Linked DNA regions of Zea mays: region 1 is linked to region 2. The links are chromatin contacts, called in public Hi-C maps. All regions are on one chromosome and are shown on one strand. The core of a region is the stretch at or near the end of the contact, and the rest is flanking DNA. Distances in the headings are between cores, read along the strand shown. Region 1 holds the start of LOC103630501 (protein NRT1/ PTR FAMILY 6.3). Region 2 holds the start of LOC103630483 (expansin-B4).

The links. A called contact is a pair of places that touch in the nucleus more often than the background predicts.
Region 1: a Hi-C map of tassel shows a contact between it and region 2, with 2.2 times the contacts expected there. The contact joins the promoter of LOC103630501 here to the promoter of LOC103630483 in region 2. A contact is called at or near these places in 2 of 25 Hi-C or Micro-C datasets (ear and tassel).

The regions. Positions count from the first base shown.
Region 1 is chr1:1,805,544-1,813,212 of Zm-B73-REFERENCE-NAM-5.0, forward strand. LOC103630501 (protein NRT1/ PTR FAMILY 6.3) reads left to right here and starts at 1,655. Exons shown (of 3, transcript XM_008651564.2): 1 at 1,655-2,072; 2 at 2,168-2,754; 3 at 3,020-4,083. The coding sequence starts at 1,716. The coding sequence ends at 3,878.
Region 2 is chr1:1,599,118-1,606,244 of Zm-B73-REFERENCE-NAM-5.0, forward strand. LOC103630483 (expansin-B4) reads right to left here and starts at 3,236. Exons shown (of 2, transcript XM_008651534.4): 1 at 2,958-3,236; 2 at 2,052-2,860. The coding sequence starts at 3,153. The coding sequence ends at 2,235. LOC103630490 (a long non-coding RNA gene) reads left to right here and starts at 4,707. Exons shown (of 4, transcript XR_555090.2): 1 at 4,707-4,902; 2 at 4,992-5,189; 3 at 5,422-5,595; 4 at 5,670-5,917.

The DNA.
Region 1 (7,669 bases), core at 405-2,904, 200 kb after region 2:
ATAAACTAACTCTGCAAAGTACATGTTAGTCACTTATGCCTTTATTAATCACCAGTGAGGGCTTAGATGCTTTTAATGCTAGATTTCCAATCGGTACTATGCAATCAGGACAAAAGCCTTGTACTTTTAGTCGCAATTGTCTGGCCCGGTACAAGCACGCACGTGTCTCAAGTCACAAATTTTGCATGAATATGCACGCATGCGATGTTAGGATTCAAATCCAAAACTTGCGGCTCCGTGAGTTCCCTTCTACCACTCTGGTTATATAGCTATTTATTACTACAAAGGAGATGTTTTCGTTTTATTTTAACTCTCGACGAACTTCATTAGTACCAATTAGTGACAAAACTAAAGGGTATCCTTTAATACCTAATTTTGCGAGCAACCGAAACTACGGTGGATTCTTTAGTATCAATTTTTAATACCAACTAGTATTAATAAGCTTTTGGGATCATATCCATTATCAACCGACCTTATAGATCTCGTTTTGATATGGGCTACAATTTAACCGGAATTAATGTCATGGGCCTGATGCCCTTGTAGTAGCGTAGTAAAATGCAATGTATAAGAGCATCTCCAACAATGAATTAAATCGATGCTTTTAAATTGAAATAGTTTATTTTTAAACTAAATCGTGATAAATAAAAAATAATAGATGAACTAATAGCCGGTGTGTCGTGTCGTAGCTAAATGGCAAGATTAGGTTCTTCACAATACGTAGTAAAAACTATTACAATAGTGCCTCTTTTCATAAAATTTGGTCAAAAAATTATATGACACCCTCTCAAGTGCTTCAAATATATTACACCGTATTGTGATGCCCTATAATATAGATTTCAGGCTTTATTGTAGAGCGGGATGTTTTGTTAGCGCCCTAAATTTGATAAAATATACTTTTTAAAAAAATATAAGGCATTTTTATAGACCATGTTGTTGTAGATGCTCTTAATACTACATCCGTTCTTAAATATTTGTTCTTCGTTAGTTTATTTTTAAACTAAAATATTTGTTGCTCATTAGTTTATTTTTAAACTAAATCGTGATAAATAAAAAATAATAGATGAACTAATAGCCGGTGTGTCGTGTCGTAGCTAAATGGCAAGATTAGGTTCTTCCCAATCCATTGGACTGATCGCACGCCGGCCCATTGGATTTTACGTTCATCGACTTAATTTGCTGGCAGTGAGCTCAGTTGTTAGCTCCATCGTTGAAGCGACCTAGTTTTTAAAAATCTAGTTTCTTTCTCTAATTTCTTGAAACTGATCAACTTAATTTCTATAAACTAATTTTAGCTAGCAGAGACTAGTTTATTAGGACATGTTTAGAAGCACCTAGTTTTTAATAAACTGGCTTATGAATTTAGTATAGAAATTGAGCTGATTTCAAACATACCAATTTACACGTCAGTTTATAGAAATTAGATTCTCTGTTTCTTAAAATCAAAGAAGCTACCTTCTCCTAGCTAAAATATAAAAACTAGTCTTTTTAAAAAACTAGCTTGCTTCCAAACAAGATCTTAGTTTATAAGAAACTAAAACATAAACTAAAATGTTTGGAAGCACCTCAGTAACCTGTTTCTTAAAAACTTAGGGTTTCCAAAGAGGTCCTTAGCTTAGCTTGTTGACAGCGGCCTCCCTGTATATAATATAAGAACGAACAGTGGAGGGAGGCTGTGCTGCTGCCTGCTACTTCATCCTCTCTTCTCCACGCGAGAGATGTCTGATGTGGCGGCGCTTCCTGAGACCGTGGCGGAGGGTAAGATGACGACGACTATGAACGACGCGTGGGACTACAAGGGCCGTCCTGCCGTCCGCGCCTCCTCCGGCGGCTGGTCGTCCGCCGCCATGATCCTGGTGGTGGAGCTGAACGAGCGGCTGACGACGCTGGGCGTGGGCGTGAACCTGGTGACGTACCTGATCGGCACCATGCACCTCGGCGGCGCCGCCTCTGCCAACGCTGTGACCAACTTCCTCGGCGCCTCCTTCATGCTATGCCTCCTCGGTGGCTTCGTGGCCGACACCTACCTCGGGAGATACCTCACCATCGCCATCTTCACCGCAGTCCAAGCGGCGGTAAGAAGAACGTATTAGTATTATATTATCTGGTGGAGTGGTGGCCATCATGCATCTCCTCGGGCGGTCGGTGACGGTGACTTTGTACACTGCAGGGCATGTGCGTCCTGACCGTGTCGACGGCGGCTCCAGGGCTACGGCCGCCTGCGTGCGCGGACCCCACTGGCCCCAGCAGGAGGAGCAGCTGCGTGGAGCCCAGCGGTACGCAGCTGGGCGTGCTGTACCTGGGGCTGTACCTGACGGCGCTGGGCACCGGCGGCCTCAAGTCCAGCGTGTCCGGGTTCGGCTCCGACCAGTTCGACGAGTCGGACGACGGCGAGCGGCGGAGCATGGCGCGCTTCTTCGGCTGGTTCTTCTTCTTCATCAGCATCGGGTCGCTGCTGGCGGTGACGGTGCTGGTGTACGTGCAGGACCATCTGGGGCGGCGGTGGGGCTACGGCGCCTGCGTCGCGGCCATCCTTGCGGGCCTGCTGCTCTTCGTGACGGGCACCAGCAGGTACCGGTTCAAGAAGCTGGTGGGATCCCCGCTGACGCAGATCGCCGCTGTGACGGCGGCCGCGTGGAGGAAGCGCGCGCTGCCGCTGCCGCCGGACCCGGACATGCTGTACGACGTCCAAGACGCGGTGGCCGCCGGAGAGGACGTCAAGGGAAAGCAAAAGATGCCGCGCACAAAGCAATGCAGGTACGTACGTAGCTAGCTAGTAATTAATTAATTAGATGATAGATAAGTATGCATCGTGCGCACCGTACGTTTGTGTCTTGTGTGTTGTTGTACTTGTACGTAGCTAGCTAGTAGTTAATTAAGATGTTTGTACTCTGATTTGGAGTTATTCAGAACAAAAGCAAGTGCAGCATTTGCTTTGGTTTTGGGGCCCAATCACACACACATGCTGCTAGCTGCATGCATGCACGCATACACATATGTCTCATGCATGCATGGTGTGCAGGTTCCTTGAGAGGGCAGCCATCGTTGAGGAGGCCGAGGGTTCCGCCGCCGGCGAGACCAATAAGTGGGCGGCGTGCACGCTGACGGACGTGGAGGAGGTGAAGCAGGTGGTGCGGATGCTCCCCACCTGGGCCACCACCATCCCCTTCTGGACCGTGTACGCCCAGATGACCACCTTCTCCGTGTCCCAGGCGCAGGCCATGGACCGCCGCCTCGGCAGCGGTGCCTTCGAGGTCCCCGCCGGCTCCCTCACCGTCTTCCTCGTCGGCTCCATCCTCCTCACCGTCCCCGTCTACGACCGCCTCGTGGTGCCCCTCGCCCGCCGCTTCACCGCCAACCCGCAGGGCCTCTCCCCGCTGCAGCGCATCTCCGTTGGCCTCCTCCTCTCCGTCCTCGCCATGGTCGCCGCCGCGCTCACCGAGCGCGCGCGCCGCTCGGCCTCCCTCGCCGGAGCCACGCCCTCCGTCTTCCTGCTCGTGCCGCAGTTCTTCCTCGTCGGCGTCGGGGAGGCCTTCGCCTACGTCGGCCAGCTCGACTTCTTCCTGCGCGAGTGCCCCAGGGGCATGAAGACCATGAGCACGGGCCTATTCCTCAGCACGCTGTCGCTCGGCTTCTTCTTCAGCACCGCCATCGTCAGCGCCGTGCACGCCGTCACCACCTCGGGTGGCCGGAGGCCCTGGCTCACCGACGACCTCGACCAGGGCAGCCTCCACAAGTTCTATTGGCTGCTGGCCGCCATCAGCGCTGTCGACCTGCTGGCCTTCGTGGCAGTCGCCAGGGGATACGTCTACAAGGAGAAGCGCCTGGCGGCGGAGGCTGGCATCGTCCATGACGACGACGTACTCGTCCATGCCACCTGAATCGTCTACCTCATCATATATTATGCATTAATATAATTGCACTAGCTCGGATCGGAGAACTAATATTAATTTATTTTTCTGGTTTGGGACTCCAAATTAAAGAGGTTTATTACATCAAGGCCCTAGCTAGAATGTCGAGCACAGATTGACACGGGTGGATTCAGAGAATCACTGATATTAAAAAAAATCCATGGTGTTACTCTTAGGAGTTGTTTGGTTGGGGCTATTTGCCTATTTCAGCCCGTAATCATTCACGTCGCTATTTCTTCTCGTTTGTTTACACCAATCCATAATCCATCACGACGCGATGAGATACTGAGCTGTAGGATCTCATTGCCTCTCCCATGGTGGTAGCCGATCCCGCGCAGAGCTTAGCAGATACAAAATGCAACCAAACAAATCACGTGATTACTTTCACTGCAATAGCTACCGGCAACAGTTCGCTCTGTTCCCGTTGCCGCTGGTGGTACTAAAGCAAACACTACCTTACATTCTTGGAGTTGCAGTCAAATGGAGATGTGGATCCTGCCTTCCACCTTCACTACCGAAATCGAGCGCTTTGCCGAATGCTTGAAGCACTCGGCAAAGTCTAAAAACACTCGGCAAAGTGTTTGCCAAATGTGACACTCAGCAAAGAGAGTTCGGCAAACAGTACATCGGCATTGGCTTCTTTGCCAAGTACTTTTTATCGGGCACTCGGCAAAGTCTTTGCCGAGTGTCACTCGGTACTCGGCAAAGAAAAGTCGTCGTCATAACGGCTTGTAACGGAGACGACGCCTTTGCCGAGTGTTCTAGATGACACTCGGCAAAGAGATTACTTTTGCCGAGTGTCACCTAATATACTCGGCAAAGAGATTACCTCTTTGTCGAGTGCCTACCGGCCTACACTCGACAAAGGGGCCACCAGCGGGGCCCTTTGTCAGTTTCTTTGCCGAGTGCGCTAGAAGGCACTCGGCAAAGCTTGCTTCTTTGCCGAGTGTCATGGTCACAACACTCGGCAAAGAAGCTTTACCGGTGCCCAGGTGTTCCATCTCTGCCGAGTGTTACGACACTGACACTCGGCAAAGAACCTCTTTGCCGAGTGTTACACTCAGCAAAGTGACTAGTACACATCTTTTCAATTTGTTTTTTCTATTCCATCCAAACAAACAAAACATATACATCACAGATATCACATAATATATCATCACATCACAGATATCACATAATCATCACAGATATCACATATACATCACATATCTCACAAACACCATAAATCAAACAAGTTCTCACATCATTAACAACATGTTCGGACACAAACATAAGTATCCAACACTGAAGAACATAAGTCTCAAGTATCTCACAAAGCATTACCAACATCTAACCATTTCAGACCGGGTTTTCTCACAAAGTATGAACAACACTAAGAAAGAGATTGCATAGAGAAGAGATTGTCCCTAACAAGTTCATCGAGGTGGGCGGCTGGACTGGTGCGGCGCTGGGAAATCATTTTTTACATGTGCATTTAAGCAGCAGATATCAACAAGCAATCTATTTAACTCCATTAAATTATTCCTTCTTTCCCTTATCGAACAATTAATTTTTTTGTCATAGTCAAGTTGAGAAATGCACCTTGGTGGGCCAAGAGAGAAAAAACTTCTATTAATTAAGAAAAAAGGTCAAGGTATGAACCCATTTTGACGTCCATGGTGCTCTGGTCCATATCATTGTGCGTCGCTCATCTTGTCCCTGAGCTAGCACACCTTGTGGTGAGTGCTCATAAAGATGACAGAGTGAGAAGCAACATATATCAACACAAACAAAATATAATAAAAATGAAATGTAGTGTCTGCAAGTATGTTTGAACTGAAATAAACCTTCGCCTATAGCTACTAATAATTGATACAATGACCATGGTGTAAGGTCTTTGGTCTAAAGAAGTGTCTAGATATGTTATAGAAAGGCCAAAATGACTTTTATTTTGGAAATGAGGAGTAAAAGTGTCGGCGTTTCGACCCCGGGGGGTCCCTGGACCGACGAGTAAATTGTTGTCGCGTGTCCCAGCCCAGATGGGTCGGCGCGAGACGGAGCACGAAGGAGGGAAACAAGGAGACAGGCATAAAGGGGAAACCCGCGGCCTTCGTGTTTGTCCTGCGCCTAGGTCGGGTGCGCTTGCAGTAGTGGGTTACAAGCGGGGTTTAGGGTTTAGGGTTTAGGGTTTAGGGTTTAGGGTTTTAGGGTTTAGGGTTTAGGGTTTAGGGTTCGTCGTCTTCCGGGGCCCTGGGGTCGGGCGAGGCAGAGCTTCCTATCGCGCCCGAGGCCGGACTTGGCTGCTGTCAGCCTCTCTCTGTCGAGTGGCACAGCAGTCGGAGCGGTGCAGGCGGCGCTGTCTTCTTGTCAGGCCGGTCAGTGGAGCGGCGAAGTGACTGTGGTCACTTCGGCTCTGTCGACTGAAGGGCGCTCGTCAGGATAAGGTGTTAGGCCGTCCTTGCATTAAATGCTCCTACGATACGATCGGTCGGTGTGGCGATCCGGCCAAGGTTGCTTCTCGGCGAAGACTGGGCCTCGGGCGAGCCGAAGGTGTGTCCGTTGCTTGAGGGGGCCCTCGGGCGAGACGTGAATCCTCCAGGGTCGGCTGCCCTTGCCCGAGGCTGGGCTCGGGCGAGGCGAGATTGTGTCCCTTGAGTGGACCGAGCCTTGACTTAATCGCACCCATCAGGCCTTTGCATCTTTGTGCTGATGGGGGTTACCAGCTGAGATTAGGAGTCTTGGGGTACCCCTAATTATGGTCCCCGACAGTAGCCCTCGAGCCTCAAAGGGAGTGTTAATACTCGCTTGGAGGCTTTTGTCACACTTTTTTGCAAGGGGACCGGCCTTTCTCGGTTGCGTTTCGTTCTGGTGGGTGCGCGCGAGCGCACCCGCCGGGTGTAGCCCCCGAGGCCTCGGTGGAGTGGTTTGACTCGTTCGAGGTCTTAATGTGTTTCGTGATGCTTCGGCCGGTCTGGTTGTTCCCTCATGCGAACTGGCCGTAGCCCGGGTGCACAGTCGAGTCCCAAGTTCTCGGGCTGGTATGTTGACGTTGTCAACGGTTTGGCCGGAGCCGGGTTTGCGAGAGCAGCGCCCGAGCCTCCGCACAGAGCGAGAGGACGGTCAAGGACAGACTCGACTTTTTTACATACGCCCCTGTGTCGCCTTTCCGCAAGGAGGAGGGGGGAAAGCGCCATGTTGCCCTCGGAGGGCGCCGAACATGGTGTCTCCAGTGAGTTGCTAACGGGTAATCCGAGTGGACGCTCGTGCCCCATTCGTTAGGGGTCGGCTAGTGGCCCAGAGGCACGCTCCAATAGTACCTGCGGGTGATTTGCCGGACCCGGTCCCCTTTTGACGGGGTCCGAGGGCTCGATGCCTCCCTCTGGTGGGATTCCGTTACAAAATCGTTCCCGTTGGTCTCGGAAATGTCCTAGGGTACCTCGGGAGCGTAGCCCGAGCCTTGGTTATGTATCGAACGTACCTAGGGTCATCCCTCGCTCTGCGTCTGAGGCAGCTGTCGAACCCTTGGGGGGCTAGCCTACGAACCCCTGATCAGTAGTGGGCGCGGAGCCCGAGTGGCCTGAGGCGGCCGTTGAACCCTTCCGAGGGGCCAGCCTTCGAACCTCTGACCAGTAGTGGGCGCGGAGCCCGAGTGCTCTGAGGCGGCTGTTGAACCCTTTCGAGGGGCCAGCCTTCGAACCTCTGATCAGTAGGGGGGCTCGGGGCCCGTTTCCTTCGCGGAGAAGGATTCCTTTCGGGGTATCCCCTTTCCTGGTCCCTGTTGT
Region 2 (7,127 bases), core at 1,986-4,485:
GTGTTGCTTTCCCTCCCTTACTTCTGTGCTTCTTGTGTGATCATCATTGTAAGGGCGAGAGGCTCCAACTTGTGGAGATTCCTCGTAAACGGGAAGAGAACTCAAAAAGAAAAGACCGTGGTATTCAAGTTGATCATTGGATCACTTGAAAGGGGTTGAGTGCAACCCTCGTCCATTGGGACGCCACAATGTGGAAGTAGGCAAGTATTACTTGGCCGAACCACGGGATAAAAACAGCGTGTCTCTTGTGTTGCTTTTCTGTGTGATTGATTCTATATCAAGAATTCGCTTTATAACCACTTGGTTTAATCAAACTAACGTATTATAAACCAAGTTTGTGTTATTAGTATTGAATTTTGCAGGATCACTTATTCACCCCCCTCTAGGTGCTCTCAGGCGCGAATGATGGAGGTTGAATGACGGAATGAAGAAAGATTAGGGTAGACTCAGGGATGAAGCTAACAAATATTACTTTCTAGAGGAAAGCCGTAAGAAGTTACTTAACTTCCTAGAGGTTGTACATGTACTCTAGGAAATAACTTCCTAGAGGCGACCGTAGGAAGTTAGCAGGGATGACTAACTTTCTAGAGGAGGTCGTAGGAAGTTAGCGGCTCGTTTGACCACGTTCATCGGTCAACAGCTAAAAGCTAACTTCCTAGATGTGGCCGTAGGAAGTTAGCAGGCGCGGCTAACTTCCTAGAGGCAGCCATAGGGAGTTAACAGGGGCAGCTAACTTCCTAGAGGAGGACGTATGAAGTTAGCAGGGGCGACTAACTTCCTAGAGGAGGCCGTATGAAGTTAGCGGCTCGTTTGACCGCACGCGTTGGTCAACAACTGAAAGCTAACTTCCTACAGTTTTTATAACAACCCGTAGGAAGTTATGGTTATTTCCTAGAGCTACCAGTAGCCTCTCGGAAGTTGGTAATTTCCTACGGTTTGTTCTAAAAGCTTTAGGAAGTTAAGAAATCGTAGTAAGTTTATATTTTTGGTGTAGTGTTGCATTTTACCTTCCACATTTACATTAAGTACTTAAGTTTCAATCTCACCTTTCTAGTTAGATTATTTAGGATTGAAACTTAGAATTTGCGGTAGAGATAACAACACTTAGATAAAACCTAGTTTGCACATTCTAGATTGTTTATTTACATATGTTTTGTTCTAGAAAATTATTTGTGGCCTAGTTTAGAGAATAGTTTTTAGAAGTCCTAATTCACCCCCTCTTGGCGTCACTGTTTCCTTCACCGTCCATAGTACTCGTGAGAGATTCTAGCAGTTGACTTGTGAATTTTCCGTGCCTAGGTCACGAATAGTCAACTTTCCTAGGTTGTAGACTGTCCATGCCCATGTGTCGGACCGTCGATCGGTTTTAAAAAATGTGCAAAGTCAGGTGAGAAGAGCTCTGTGTGCTTAAGTTTCGGGGTCGGTGGACTGCCCATGTCTCACGTTTTGATAGCTTTTCAAATGAAAAGTAGCAGTTAAATTAAGGGGTGGACTCTCCGACCATAGGGCGTAGACCGTACATGGGTGCACAGAAAAGGGACAATAGGTCCATAATGGTTAGTTTGTTGGGGGTGTGCTATAAATAGATGGAGTACGGGTGTTGGCTATTACTCTTGGCATTTGAACCATCTATTGAGCACATACAAGCCTCCAAACCTCTCTCACTCACACACATTGCTAGAGATTGCATTCTAGTGAGTTTGAGAGTGCTCTAGTGTATTGCGTCACTTTGTTGATTCTTGAGGCACTAGGAGGTTCATCAAGCAAGCATCATTGACTTGTTACTTTTGGAGGTTGTCGCCTCCTAGACGGCTCGGTGAAGGTTCCCTGTCGAGCTCTCTGACGAAGGTTATGGAGATGCATCAATGGTGATTATGAGAGTCGCGTGCTTGTCTTATCGGAGCAGTGAAAAGTGACACTAGTGGAATCAAGGTACGAGTGATTCTTTGACCTTCCGGCTCGAGAGTACCAATAATGATGTCTTATAAACAGTAGTAATTATATTTTATAAATATTTAATGTTTTTCTTGATGAAAGTTGAATACCAAGGATAATTAAGAAGGGTCGGGGAGAGTATATATTATATATATTATATATATATATATATATTATTATAATTATTACAGCACGCACCGCTGCCTGCATATCGATCTACCCGATCGAGCTGAGCCTGAGACTGCGAGGGCGACGACAAAAAGGCTGCAGCTGTAGCTGCAGGAGATGAATTGTGGGATTCACGAGGAGTACTGGACGATGGATCTGTAGAATGTGTTTGGCCTCCAGTTGAGTGGGATGACGTCGCGTGCGACGAGCGTCTTGCCGGAGTCGGTGCGGGTGCGGATGGAGAAGGGTGGCTGCAGGCGGTGGTTGGAGTCGAGGCGCCAGATGGATCCCCATGACTGGCTCATGGGCGTCCAGCGGCGGGCGCGCTTCTCCATGAGGTCGACCTGGACGACGTCGCCGTCGCCGTTCTCGTACTCGACCAGCACGGCGAAGTAGACCTGGGTGGAGCCTTCCTCGACGTGGAAGCCGACCTTGAGGCCTGGGAACTCGCAGGGTACCCTGGCGAACTGGATGTCGATGATGCCGGCGCGGCGCAGGTCGTCGTTGCGGCCGGGCTTGGCCAGCCTGCCGAAGGCGGTGCCGCTGAGGTCGAAGTGGTAGGGCGCGACGCCCGGGGTGTAGTTCATGTCGGTGATGACGACGGTCTCGGTGCGGCCGGAGCAGGCGGCGTGCTTGGAGCACCTGATCTTGTAGCAGGAGCCGCATCCCTTGCCGTCGCGGTAGAGCGGCTGGTTGCCGCAGGAGGTCATGGCCATGAACGGGTACTGGTTGACGTTCTTGAACCCGCAAGCGCCGCCTGCATGCAGCAGCACCGATGAACATCGTTCATGCGGCGGCGGCAGCAAGCATATACTAGCTACGTACGTACTGATTATATATTATTGCATACGTACCGTTGTCGTAGGGCCCGGCACCGTTGGGCTGGCCGTACCATGTGGCCCTGGCGTTGCCCCACTGCAGCTGCCTGGCGGCGGCATCGCTGGTGTTGTAGTTGTTCACGCCGCCGCTGGCGAAGGAGCAACAGGCGGCCAGCAGGAGGAAGACGGCCCGAGGAAGCAGGTAGAGCGAGAGGAGGGACCCCATCCCCATTGATGATGGCCACCGCCGCCGCCGCTGCTCTGCTCCAACAATGTACTAGCTACCCGGCCGGCTCTTTCTACCGAAGGAAGGAACGCAAGGACGGTATATATATATGCCTGTCTTTTTTCCTATACTATGCGGCGGCAGTGTTTGTTTTTGCCCGCAGCTGAGAGTGACCGAGAGAGAGAGAGATAGAGATCTCGTCTCGTGCATGCATATGCTCATTGCTACGCTTGCCTGCCATGCATGCATCCACGCACATGGGCCATGGCTACCCCATCATCGCATCGCATGCATGGCAGCATGGGCATAACTTGCTTTATAATTTCCTGCCATGGAAGTGGAACACACGGCTAAAACCACTTTTAACTTATTATTTATTTATTACAAGAGACAAGCACGAAATAGAGTTCAAGTACAGCCTGGTCCGAGAATAATCAAGACGAAACCACAAATTACAGCATGTTTTGAATCATTCACTTTGTATTTTATTATGATCCTCACTCGTCTTATCACAACATGTTTTGAACCAGTTCACAAATATATAACACCGTTGATTTTTTTCGAAAATTGTGACCATTCGTCTTATTCAAAATATTTATTTAAAAATGTAAAATTTTAACTTAAATACAAACTACCTTAAGTAATAAAATAAATTTTAAAAAAATAAATAATAACTTATTATTTTTTAATAAGACGAGTGATCAAAGTTTTTTAAAATAATCAATTGTGTCATACGTTCATAATATTTATGAACGGAGGAGTGAGTACTATTTTTACTTAACATATACTTGAAAATGTCACTTCAATCACTTATTTGATGCGAGTTAAGCTGGCATGAATAAAAAAAACAACCTGTTGCATTTGTATGGGAAATGCAAATAGCTAGCCTCCAAGAATGGTATTCACACATAATCCATAGCGTAGCAGCTAGCGGCGGTAGGAGAAGAAAGTGACATTTTCAATGTGATGATATATATATGATTCAAGTGACATTTTCAAAGGATATGGTCGTCGATAATAAGCAAATGCCATACGTATATATGGTATAGGTAATATTATTAATTAACGCACATGCATGCATGCATGGTCTCAGATGCAGATGCAGGAGGGTAACATGCAATGCATCAGACATGAGTCCTCCTAGACGCATAGATCGAACGAGACACGACATAAACAACACCAATTAAACTAAAGATCCCATCTACTATGCTATATTCCTATAAAGCACCGTTTTTTCTTGTTTTCACCATCGTGGTTGTTTTGCAAAAAAATGTCCTCATATTTCTTTCTAATATAACCCGTGGATAAAAAAAAACATATATGTCGTGCACGAAACGTCTAAGTCTGTTGCTCTTCCTCACTTCTCGCCTACCATTGGGTCGTTACCTATGGGCCATAAAAAATCACTAAACCCTAACACGACATGAAACCACACGCAACACAACGCTACCATATGTAACTTTAGATGATGTCGCTGCTTCTTCATATTATATGTTCAAATTTAAAATAGAAACTAATACTTTTTCTTAATCACTTGAACATGTCTTGTAAGGTTTTGGAGAATGCAGGGGGTCACGTCCGCCACCCCAATGGCATCCTCGACCTTCTATGCAGGGAACACATTCCTGGACTTGTTGAGTACGCCGGAGTGACGGGCCGGCCCTATTCCTTCGACCACTACGCCACCGCCCCAATGTAGTGGATCGGGATGACAGTCAATTCAACAAGGCAGAGCGAGTGAAGCAAGTGTCGTGGGTAAGTCTTCCTCGTATTATATTGTTTAATATGTCTCATTTGTTGCACATTCTTGAAATAATATATAGATACATCGTCTTTATATGCAGGATTTCTTAAGATGCGAGGCTAGATACTAGCCCAGGGCGGATGTGGTGGCTACCACGAGCTGTAAGAAGCTCGTCGTGGACATGCACTATGAGACGCGCATCTAGACCATAATCACTTGCCACGACTCTGTCCTTGGGGAGAAGGTGGGCAAGAAGGACGCCAGGACCATATCATTGATTCCGGATCAGTACTTGCAGGTAGGGTGGTAATGGATCATGATCCAAATATTTCTTCACAAATTGCTAGGGTCCTAAATTATTTTTAGTTAAAAATGAATAGAAATAGGACCCGATTCGATCCTTACATTTTATAGTGTAAAATTTAGAGCCCATTGTCACCCCTACTTGTAGGTAAATATAGAACATTAATATTGATATTAGATATGCTTAATTTTTATCTTCTGATATGTTGTGTACTTGTTTTTTGTAGATGATTCCTTATTGGTGCGTCGCACATCCTTAGTGCTAGGAGCAAATGGTGCAAAGGTGGTGCTCGACCGAGTGGGACAAAGCTCACAACGGTAGCTAGGAACGTCATTTGATGATGCAAGGTTTCTCCCACGACCAAGGCTGTCGCAGCCTCGGCAAATACGCAGAAGTATGGGTACGTGCTCTCTTTAGTTTAGTATAACTTTCTATTAGGCATGATTTCTAACCTTCTTGTTGGTTTTCTCGCAGTCACTGTCACATGGTGGTCAGCCTTGCTCCATCTTCTTGGCGTATGCTATGACCCACAAGGGCAAGACGACGTTCGATGTCACCTACAGCCTGGAGGATGGGCCCGAGGCATATAGCAACCCCGTCATCCACAACCGCCTTAGTGAGTACACTGTCATGGCAAAGGAGGTCCATGAGCCAGATTACGATCCGAGGATCGAGGACATCGACAGAGATGTCCTCATGAGGGTCGGAGGAGGCAAGATGCATGGGCGGTACTAGATTGCCGACGTGGCAATCGACTCGTCCTCCACTCCACTCTATCTCAGGTGCGAACAAGGAGCACGAGCGCGAGCCCAGCCATACGACCTCGGTAGGACAACTCACATCATCACATCCAGGACTCCAGGTTAGTACTTTGATGCCTCATCATTAATTGAGTTATATACCTTCTCTTTGAATTATTATAACATTGGAGTGAAATATTACATGCCCAGTTAGAATAAGAGAGGTGGGAATGGATGGAGATGGAGGCGAGGATGAGGGCAGAGCGGGAGGCGGAGCGGGCGGCTCGCTTGGCGGATCAGCAAAGGATGGCGAAGATGTTCCAGTAGATGTAGAGCCTTGGCGCCGCACAGGGTTTTGCTCCACCACCTCCGTAGTTCCCTCTAACTGACCCTGCTCTATTCCATACTCTTATGAGTATTAAAATTTTAGTCCTGCATGATGTATATTCATCTGGTCTCACAAATGCAATCTCTTCTTTGTGCAGGGATAATCGTCGGCATCAAACAACCCTCATGGATCGCCCAGCCCATCGCTGAACCAGTCCAGCCGCCCACCTCACTAATTTTCTTATGTTTGTGAAACTTGGACTGAACTTGTTATGGTTTCTAGAACCGGGGGACAATAAGATTTGTGTTCGGCAGGGGTGTTAGCGCGGACTACTCCGAATGGTGAGCCACGAGGGGCTCAAGGGTGGATCTGAGGTGGGTTGGTTATATTGGTTCAGGCCAGAGCCCTAGTCCAGTGTAGTGCTGATCGTAGTATTGCTTGGAGCGTGTTACAATTGGGTGCTTGTGTGAAGTTGTAGTGATATGGGATGATGGGGGTTGTCTTGCTCTTTTATAGCCCAAGGGTAGATGTTACAATGAGGACTAGTATTCTACTGGGATGGAGTTTGGCCTCCTGCTTTTAGGCATCGTAGCCCTTGTGGTCTTGTCTGTTGGGTCATGCTTCTAGACCTTGTAGCCCCTATGGAGTCGTCTGCCGAGGCATACGCCGTCGTACCTTTGGCATGGCGTCGCGTCTTGTCCGCCTTCCTGTAGCTACTCCGATTTAGACATGGCAGTGCTTGGTGGGTTGTATTGAGTCAACTCTAGGTGTGATTTAGGGATGTCTTCAGTACACTTCATCTTCCGTCATCCCCTAGCGTCATCTTTCATCATGCGTAGACGCACACTTAGTATGGCGTATTTC